Regions from separate parts of the Drosophila melanogaster genome. Here region 1 is linked to region 2. A link is a contact called in public Hi-C data. All regions are on one chromosome and are shown on one strand. The core of a region is the stretch at or near the end of the contact, and the rest is flanking DNA. Distances in the headings are between cores, read along the strand shown. Region 1 holds the start of abd-A (abdominal A). Region 2 overlaps Ubx (Ultrabithorax).

What was found. Hi-C and Micro-C count contacts between places; a contact is called where the count stands out from the background.
Region 1: a Hi-C map of the OSC cell line shows a contact between it and region 2, with 2.4 times the contacts expected there. A contact is called at or near these places in 23 of 107 Hi-C or Micro-C datasets (the Clone 8 cell line, the D17-c3 cell line, the Kc167 cell line and 9 more).

Annotation. Positions count from the first base shown.
Region 1 is chr3R:16,827,063-16,831,403 of dm6, forward strand. It overlaps abd-A (abdominal A), which reads right to left and starts at 2,987. Exons shown (of 6, transcript NM_001260216.2): 1 at 1,859-2,987; 2 at 73-835. The coding sequence starts at 161. It overlaps MSAmiP (MSA micropeptide), which reads right to left. Exons shown (of 8, transcript NM_001414138.1): 8 at 4,053-4,341. It overlaps lncRNA:iab8 (long non-coding RNA:iab8), which reads right to left. Exons shown (of 8, transcript NR_048413.2): 8 at 4,054-4,341.
Region 2 is chr3R:16,700,703-16,704,821 of dm6, forward strand. All of the region lies in intron 1 of Ubx (Ultrabithorax), which reads right to left. Among named protein-coding and RNA genes, the nearest start is that of Ubx, 32 kb to the right of the region's middle.

The DNA.
Region 1 (4,341 bases), core at 1,737-4,236, 130 kb after region 2:
TTGGACATAAAACCCATCCCGATTTATAAAAATCTGCATTATCCCATACTTAAACAGGGCAATCTATCTTACCTGCACGACTTATCCTCCAGTCCGGTGAAGCCGGCCATTCCGGAGAGCCCTCCATGGCTGCTAGGGTGGTTAGACACGTACGGATACATCTTGCTGGTGGGGATGGCAAACGAGGAGCTAGCCGCAGCGGCGGCGGCGGCTGCAGCAGCAGCGACGGAACTGGCCGCGGATGCGGAGGCGGACGCGGATGCGGACCCGGGAGAGTTGTCGTTGAGGCTGCGGTGTAGCGAGGAGCTACCGGATGCCGAGGGCGATGGGGAGCAGCTGCTGTCGCCCGCTTGAGAATTGCCCGCTGACGGGGGCGTTAGCAACAGTTGCTGGTGGGCGTGTCCGTGCGAGGCAACTGCGGCGGCGGCTAGTTTGCTAATGTGGTGTTGTTGCTGCTGTAGCTGAAGAGCGGCCGAGAGCGAGGAGTATTGGTGGTGGTGTTGCTGCTGCTGGTGGTGCAGATGTTGCTGCTGCTGGTGGTTCAGGTGTTGCTGCTGCACCTGTGGGTGGTGCTGCTGGAAGGGCGACGATGAGGAGACGGGTGAGTGGGGCGATTGGCCCAGATGTTGGCTCAAATGGCTCGGCGATAGGGATCCTCCGCTCAAATTGAGATTACTGTTGTTGTTGCTGCTGCTGCTTGGACTGCTGCTGCTATTGTTGGTGTTGCTTGTGTTGCTTCCAGCGATCGTGTTGCTGCTGTTGTTGTTGCTGCTGCTGCTGGCTGAAACGCTGGCGGATGCAGAGGCGGCGGCGGCGGCTAGGGCGGCGGCAACTGCTGCAGATGACGAATTCGGGGGGGTGGTGGTTAAGTGGTGCGAACTGATAAACGGCTGGAACTGTGGATACTTTGGCAGCATACTATCGAAAACAAATTTTGACATTGCACATATTTTGCTCTCTGGCCGAGGATCGGATCTTCGGAATTTCGTTTAGTCCACTTGTTGTTCTATTTTAGTTTCGGAGATTTCTGAGTTCGAATGATTTGGGTTCTTTATCTGAGTCGTTTGGTTAATGGCTAGATTGAGTATTTCGTTTTATAATTTAAAGTTTCCTCTTTGTGTGACTTTAACAAATTTTGTTTGAATTCAGCGTGGAGAGGAGCGCTTTCTAGCCATAATAAAACAAAAGTTCCGACTACTTCTGTAAGCACAACCTAAATCTTAAACTTGAATGACTTTATAATTCAACACTGTGAGAAATAGCATTTTAAAAATATCTTTTTCTTTAACTTTTTCATAAGATTTACACAGCAATTTAATTTGTATCAATGTCTATTAAAATTTACTTGTCTTTAATGAACATCTCCCGTCTCTGTATTTAACTTTTCTACTTCATAATCGAATGCAAACTACATTGGACTTAGTATATAAATCACTAACAAAATTAATCGAATTAAAAGGTACTAAAAACAAAAATAAACTTGGCGTCCAATGTGATAAACAAGAATTAAAAATGGCAAAACAAAAAATATAACATGTTTATAAAAATTACTCGGAAACCATAAAAAGAACATTAACCAAATTGAATATGTTTGGATTGAACATAAATCTTTCGGGTAGCATGATACAGAACTCAAGTGAAAAAAATATATAATCCAAATGCTTTATATATTTTTCAGCTAGATTTCCCTGCCAGTGCCAACGAGTTAGTATGTGGGTTACTTTTACAGTACTATATGAGATGGCCAACAGTTAGTACTTTTTAGATAGAGTTAGTGAGACAGAATTCGGAAACTTTGCCAGCTGCCCGACTTTAAGCTACTTTTCTCGATTCCGAGAAGTGAAATGCATTTTGTTACCTTTCTCAAGTTTTCTCTAGCGAACTTTTGGCGAGCAGCTTGTATTTGCAGCTTTTCTGTTTCTGTTACTTTTTTCGCTCGAAGCTGGCGAATTCACAACGAAATTTGTTAAATTTGCATATGGTCTCGGGTTGCGTTGTATTTGCAGCTGTGGCACAAGTGTGTGTGTCGCATGTGTGTGTTTGGGGTGTGTGTATCTTTTATTTGTTGTAAAAGCAATTAAAATGCGGTCATCAATTACGCGGAAATTCGAATGGACGTCGTGCCGGCGGGATTTCGTACGTGTGATTTATAGGCGCGCGATCTTTTTTAATGGCACTCTTGTATTTTTATGGCAGAGTGAGTTTCCTGCGGCTTTTAACGACTTCTCAAGTGCGTGAGTGTGTGTGTGGCCGGAGAAATGCTTTCTCCCAACGTTTTGCTTTAATTACTTTGTTTAAAATGTCATAAAACACTTTGCAGGTAGAACTATCGAAGTCTGGAACGGAGAGGCGAGAACCTTTTTACGATGTCAACTTTATGTCTTTTTAATTTTTACGAACCGCACACAGTGAGTTATAAACCATAGTGTTTTGACAGTTTTTTCGGTTTTAAATTTCACACACAATTTTATTATATTTTACGCGATCTATAACATTTAAGTGACAATAAGCCGGCGGCCGAAACGGAACAATAAACACGGCGAATCGGAAACTGAATCGTATTGCCGCACTACAGTCGTATAGTCGTATAATCGTATAATCCGAATCGGAATCGGAGGGCCGAAATTCCAAAGAGTGGAGAGCTGAGTTCCGCAGACACTACTGCGCGCCACGATAATAAATATTATAATAAAACGAAATTTTTAAAAGAGTATAAAAATTTCGTGTAATTGGTAATTCTTGCTGCCAGCGCGGGCAGCGGCGTCGACAGAAACGGCGGCAGAGCGGCAGCGACTGAGGCGCTTTGAGTCGTTGGAGACTTTGAGTTTTGTCTGTCTACGGAGGGGGTTTTCCTTTATATTTTTTGTTTTCTATTTTTTTTTTTTTGGGGAGACCGCTTTACGCGCGAGAAGAGAAGCGAAAGCAAAGCCGCTGCGAAACGTCGAGCGTTGTGGCGTTACGAGCAGCGAAACGTTTATGGCGCAATACAAAAGCCATGCGAGCGTTCTTATGGGCAACTGGATGCTGAGTTTGTGACAATTCATTTTGGCTCACTCCCTGACTCAACGTCGACTGCAGCAGCGGCGGCAATAAGAAAGATGGCAGCGCAGCCAGTTCATATGTCTGTCCCGCTTTTGCTCGCAGGCACTCAGGCCGAGCACCGCCGCTGTTCTCTCTCTCTTTCCCGCTCTCTCGCATGATGGCCGCCTCGCTGCTTTGAGTGAGTAATTTCCCGATTTGAGTGCCTCTCCTAATTTCACTCTTTATAACGTGAGAATGGAAACTATTGGAGCCCCGCTTTGAGTGCTATGCTTTTTAAGTGTTTTATGCTTTGTTTGGCAAAATGTTATTGTTGATTAAATTACCGTGCATTATTCATTTTGAGTGCGCTGCCTTTGAGTGAGCGTGTTTCAATACAAATTAGACAAAATTTATATTTGACTTTTTTTGTGGAATCACCCTCTTGTGGTGTTTCAAAAAAAAAAACCCTTAAATTTCTACAGATAAAAATGCCGACTCGGCAAAAAGACAGCACTGCCTCTTCTTTTTTCGGCCACCGCCTTTTGTGCGCCTTTATTTTCTCTCTTTTCTGTTGTCACTGGAATTGCTGTTATGACATTTTTATGAAAAATTTCAAATTTATGGTTGAAATTGGACAACACACAAGCATTTTACTCATGCCTCTTCTACTATTGCTCTCATCCTCCTTCGTAGCGCAAATGTGTGCGGAAATAAAGTGAATCTGCAATTTCTTAACTTTTCTACTTAGAGAACTTTGCTATCTGACATTTCGAAGGATTTTACACAGAGAGTTAAAAAACGAAAAGAGGCATTGTGAGTGGAATTCAATTTTTTAAGTCTTACCAAATATTCCAATACATTTTTTGTTGGTCATTAGGTAAGGAATGTAATTATAAAGTTAGGATTCAAATAAAAAATTTTTTAGCATAGGCTAGACTTGATAAGTGAAATTAGGACATCAGGTTTCATTTATGAAGCGAACGTTCTTTCTAAATATAGTTATGTTAAAAAAATCAGTAGAAACAATGTTATAGTTTTTCTATATTTATTTTTGTATTTTTTATTTAAATCATACCACATCACAACATTTTCTTATCCTTCAATTAAATAATTTTTAGCCATTTAACACTCATAAATTAACCTTAATAAACAATTTCTAAAGCATAACAAATTTATTTAAATTATTTCTTATTCATAAATCTACCAGTTAATGTGCTTCCTACCTGTCTATTTGTTGGAATACGACTCGTGCTCAAATTGGATTGCCAACTCTTTGGCTATAACAATTGAATAATTGATCCATCAGCGGATTGGCTAAAC
Region 2 (4,119 bases), core at 1,174-3,673:
CTTTTTATTTAAATACATATAACGACGACTTCCCAATACCGTTAGGGACTGAACCTCCTGTGACTTTGTTTAAATTTTCGAAACTCTCGCCACTCATCAGGTGAACCTCCTGCGACTCTGGATGCAATTTGCCGCATTTACCTGCTGCTATCTACTTTTTGACTTTTCGGCTTCTTGTTATTCTTTTTTTCCACCACTGCGACGGCTGCCAACTGCCGGTGGGCCCATAAAAAACTGCCAAATGCACTGGCCCATCTACCTAAATGGCAGAGGATTGGGCTCCGGATCGCGAGGGCAGAGGTCGCAGGACAGCGTGTGTTCTGGCCATGTCCGCTGGCCTGTCTCGCAGCATCCTGCATCCTGAATTTTCAACGGAAGGCCAAATTAGCAGAGATGCCTCCGCTGCAAGGCGCGCGTTTTGTTTACGACGCCCGGCACTTAACATTGTACTTTTTATGACCTCGTAAAAAAACTGCACACATTTCTCGCCGATTTGAAGGCTGGGTGGAATAATTTTCGGGGAAAAACACCGACCTTGAAGGCGGCGTCAAAAAGTTAATGATCACCATCGGCTCTGGAACGATTTTTTAATGTTTCTCATGTGTTGCTCAGCCGCACACATAAAAAACGGTTCCCTAAAAAAAACCAAACTACCAGAAGACAATGCATAAGTCAAGGATAACTCTAACGATTGTTATTTGCGATTCAGTCGAGTTCGAATTCGTGCCGCCTGAGAATTTACAACGATTTCCCGCCGAAATTCGCAGAGAAATATCGTGTCCCGCGCCACATTTCTCATCCTCCTGCGCGGGCACGAAAATCTTGTCATGATCTCTTCGAGGACACGGAGCCACACGATCGGATGCCCAGCTGGAGCTGCAGAGTTCTCACATGTTGGCCCGAAAGGGTCAGCAAGGTCAGCTGGAAGTTAGCAGTCGTGGTCGTGTCTCCTTTTTTTGATTCCACTTTTTTTTTAAGCCCAAACACTCGACTCTGTCAACCTCCAAAGATAAAAAATGTGGTTCGACGTTTTCCCGAAATGAAAGAAAATATAAGGTACAGGTTATTTAAAAATTAAGCGTGAACATAAACTGAGAAAGAACTTGTAACAACATTTACATTCCACAGGAAACGTTTAAAACTGTTTTAAGCTAATATATTCTACTCTTCACAAAGTAAAAAGTTCACCCGTTCTAATTAAAGCTTATAATGATAATCCCTTATTTCATTCTAACGATGTAGAAAGTTTCTTTCAAGCCTTATGAACTAATACCATTCATCAAACCTTAAATCCATAAATATATTCTCCCGGACCAATTATCACTTCTGGCAGGGCCATGAATAGTATTGGTAATTTATTTTCCCCGCCGGCCACTTCATTAAAGTCTTTGGGAAAACATTGAACAATAAATAAGGGGGCCTAATAAATCAGCGAAATGTGACAGAAATTTGATAAAAACAAAAATTTTGGTTTAACTGATAATGCCGGAGAGGGTAAAACAAAAAAAGCAACGACGTGGGGATAAATGTATAAGGACGGAAGAGAAGAAATACAGCGTTTTAATAAAGACTCATAAATTCCGCTGGCGACGACAACAAAAGCGACAAAACGACTTTGGACTTGCAAGATGAGCGCTAAAAATAAATAAAACTATTAATCAGGGCCAGCACGAAGAGGAAGAGCGAATAAAGATGGAAGTGAGTTTCAGTTTTTCCACACAGCAACAAAAATATCACATTTATAATTATCGCCTTTTTTGAGAGTAAAGTTTCTTACCCTTATTTCGGCTTAATTACCACATTTTTCAGATTGTATTGTATAATCTAAATAAGTATTTCTATTTGGATAGTAATTTAATAATTCTATTAACTATTTAGCTAAATAGCTCAAGATATACAATTTTTACAGTGCACGGGGGAAAATGAACAGCGTCAGCGAAGCGGTCGTAAATAATTTTTAAAACAACTCTTTTTGCCAAGAAAGAGAGAAGGCAGCGGAACCTTGCGCGGTTTTTCAGCTGCTGCCAAGAAGAAAAGCCAAGAGTTTGCCTCTGGAAAACGCCAAGTGCAGTGCAACAGGAAAATCCATGGAAAACAGCAACAAAAACGATAGAGAGAGAGCAAGCAAGAGAAAAAGGGGCGGAAAAGAGGAGCGGAGAGAGACGGCCATAAGAAATGCCACTTTGCGAATATTGTGTGCCAACTATAAACACTTCAGAGCGGCCATTAAAATCACAGTGAGAGAGTGAGAGCGCACTCGCTCAAAGAGCGAGCGCGTCCAGTGAAAATCGGAATGAACACGCAAGAGCGAAAGAGCCAAATGAATAATGGCGGTTGCCGCAAGACAAATAACCCAGCCCCGTTCTCTCTCGCTGGCTGCTGCTGTCTTGCTCTGTCGCGGCGCGCTTATATGCTCGCCTGTTTTGACTTATGTGAAATAAATCAGCAGCCGTTGAGTAGGTGCCGCGTATGTGTTTTTGCGTTTGTGTGAGTGTGTGGAGGGGAAGTGCTCACTCTCTCGTTTCTCGCTCTTTGTCGCTGAGGAATTAATAAATATTATTTTTGATCAACAATTCACAAGTAAATTAGCGCGGTACAGGTAAAGAGTAATACGGCTTTTACCCAAGTTTTTAGATTCACTTCGCTTTTTCAGCGGTGTAGCAACAATAACTCAATACTTTCGGGTCATAAACCATTTCCTTTGTTTGCCAAGTGTCCAGAAATACACATAAAAAGTATTAAGCACGTCTTTAGCTGCGCGATTTATGTGAGAATCGTATTTCTTGGCTGTTTTTTCTCACTTTTTTTCAGTAGTCAGCCTGCTACTTTTAAATATAATAAATTAATTTTATTTTCTACACACGCGACGCGGCGGCTAGTTCTTCTTCTTCTTCTTTATCTTTTCCTATGCTTTTGCGCATGTTCCGCAAAATAAAAACGATGGAAATTACTCAGCTGCAATAGTCGCATGTTTTACGAGGGCTGCACAATTTATGGTCATTAAATTGTTAAAGAGAGAGAGAGAGAGTTTGAAAGAGTCTTTCATACAATAAAAATAAACTAAACTTTATTAACCAGCTGGAATTTCAACAAAAACACTCATTAAGAGGTAAACAAACAAATACAAATGGGGAACAAATCAATAGAATGAAGAATTTAGCAAAAAAAAAAACTCGAGTCCTCATCGATTTATTTATGCGGGAAAACGACTCGAGAAGTGAAAAGAGAGCAACTTGAGTTGCCATAAAGCACTCGTACTCACATTCCATCATTATCAGCTAGGTTTTGGAATTCAAATTCGTATATGGGTCATTCCACTGGGAATAGGCTGCGAAGAGAAGGAGTGTCCAAGGAGAAAGAGCTAGAGAGAGCGAGCATAAGTCAATTATATAATCGGCAATTGAAATTCAGTTTCTGGCCTGTGTTGTTGTTTAAATTACAGCCGACACCTCATCAAAACGAGTGTTTTTCCACCCACGCGTTGCGGCATGCAATGCATTTTAATTCGAAATCCAGAGGATGTGCCCGCGGAACTCGATTTTTGTAGCCCAGTGTCAAGCCAGCGATCCCGTAAGCTCGTCTTTTGAGCCAAAAGCTTTGCCTTTTGCCCTTTCCAGGTACCCGGGATGGCCGACAGATGGCTCGTCGTTCTTAACCCTCTAAATACCGCTGCCCAGGCACTTAGAAAAAATTGGCACCTTGTCTATACTCAAAAAAAAAAAGCATCGAACAAATATTTTACCACAGCAATAATATAAATGGTTTGCAATTAAAAAACGTAATTTTTTTTAAATAAAGGGTTAATTCGTTCATCGCCTTATCTTCCCAGATACCCAAAAGTTGTTTAAGTGTGTTTGTATGTTTGTAGCGACGGCCAAGCCTTAGAAGCTCATTTTGGTTTTTTGGGCTTCCAACACGCACAACAGCGTCATCATCAGCAGTTTGCGAGGCAAGCGGGGCTCAACATGCGTATCACCATACCAATAAGAAAAAACAGAAATCGCATATATCCGCCGACGCTGAAAGTTTATTTATGAGTTCGCTGAGGTGGAACACGCATATAGCATTGGTAATGGGTTATCTTATTGTTTATAAAGATTTAGGAACTGTCACAAGTTG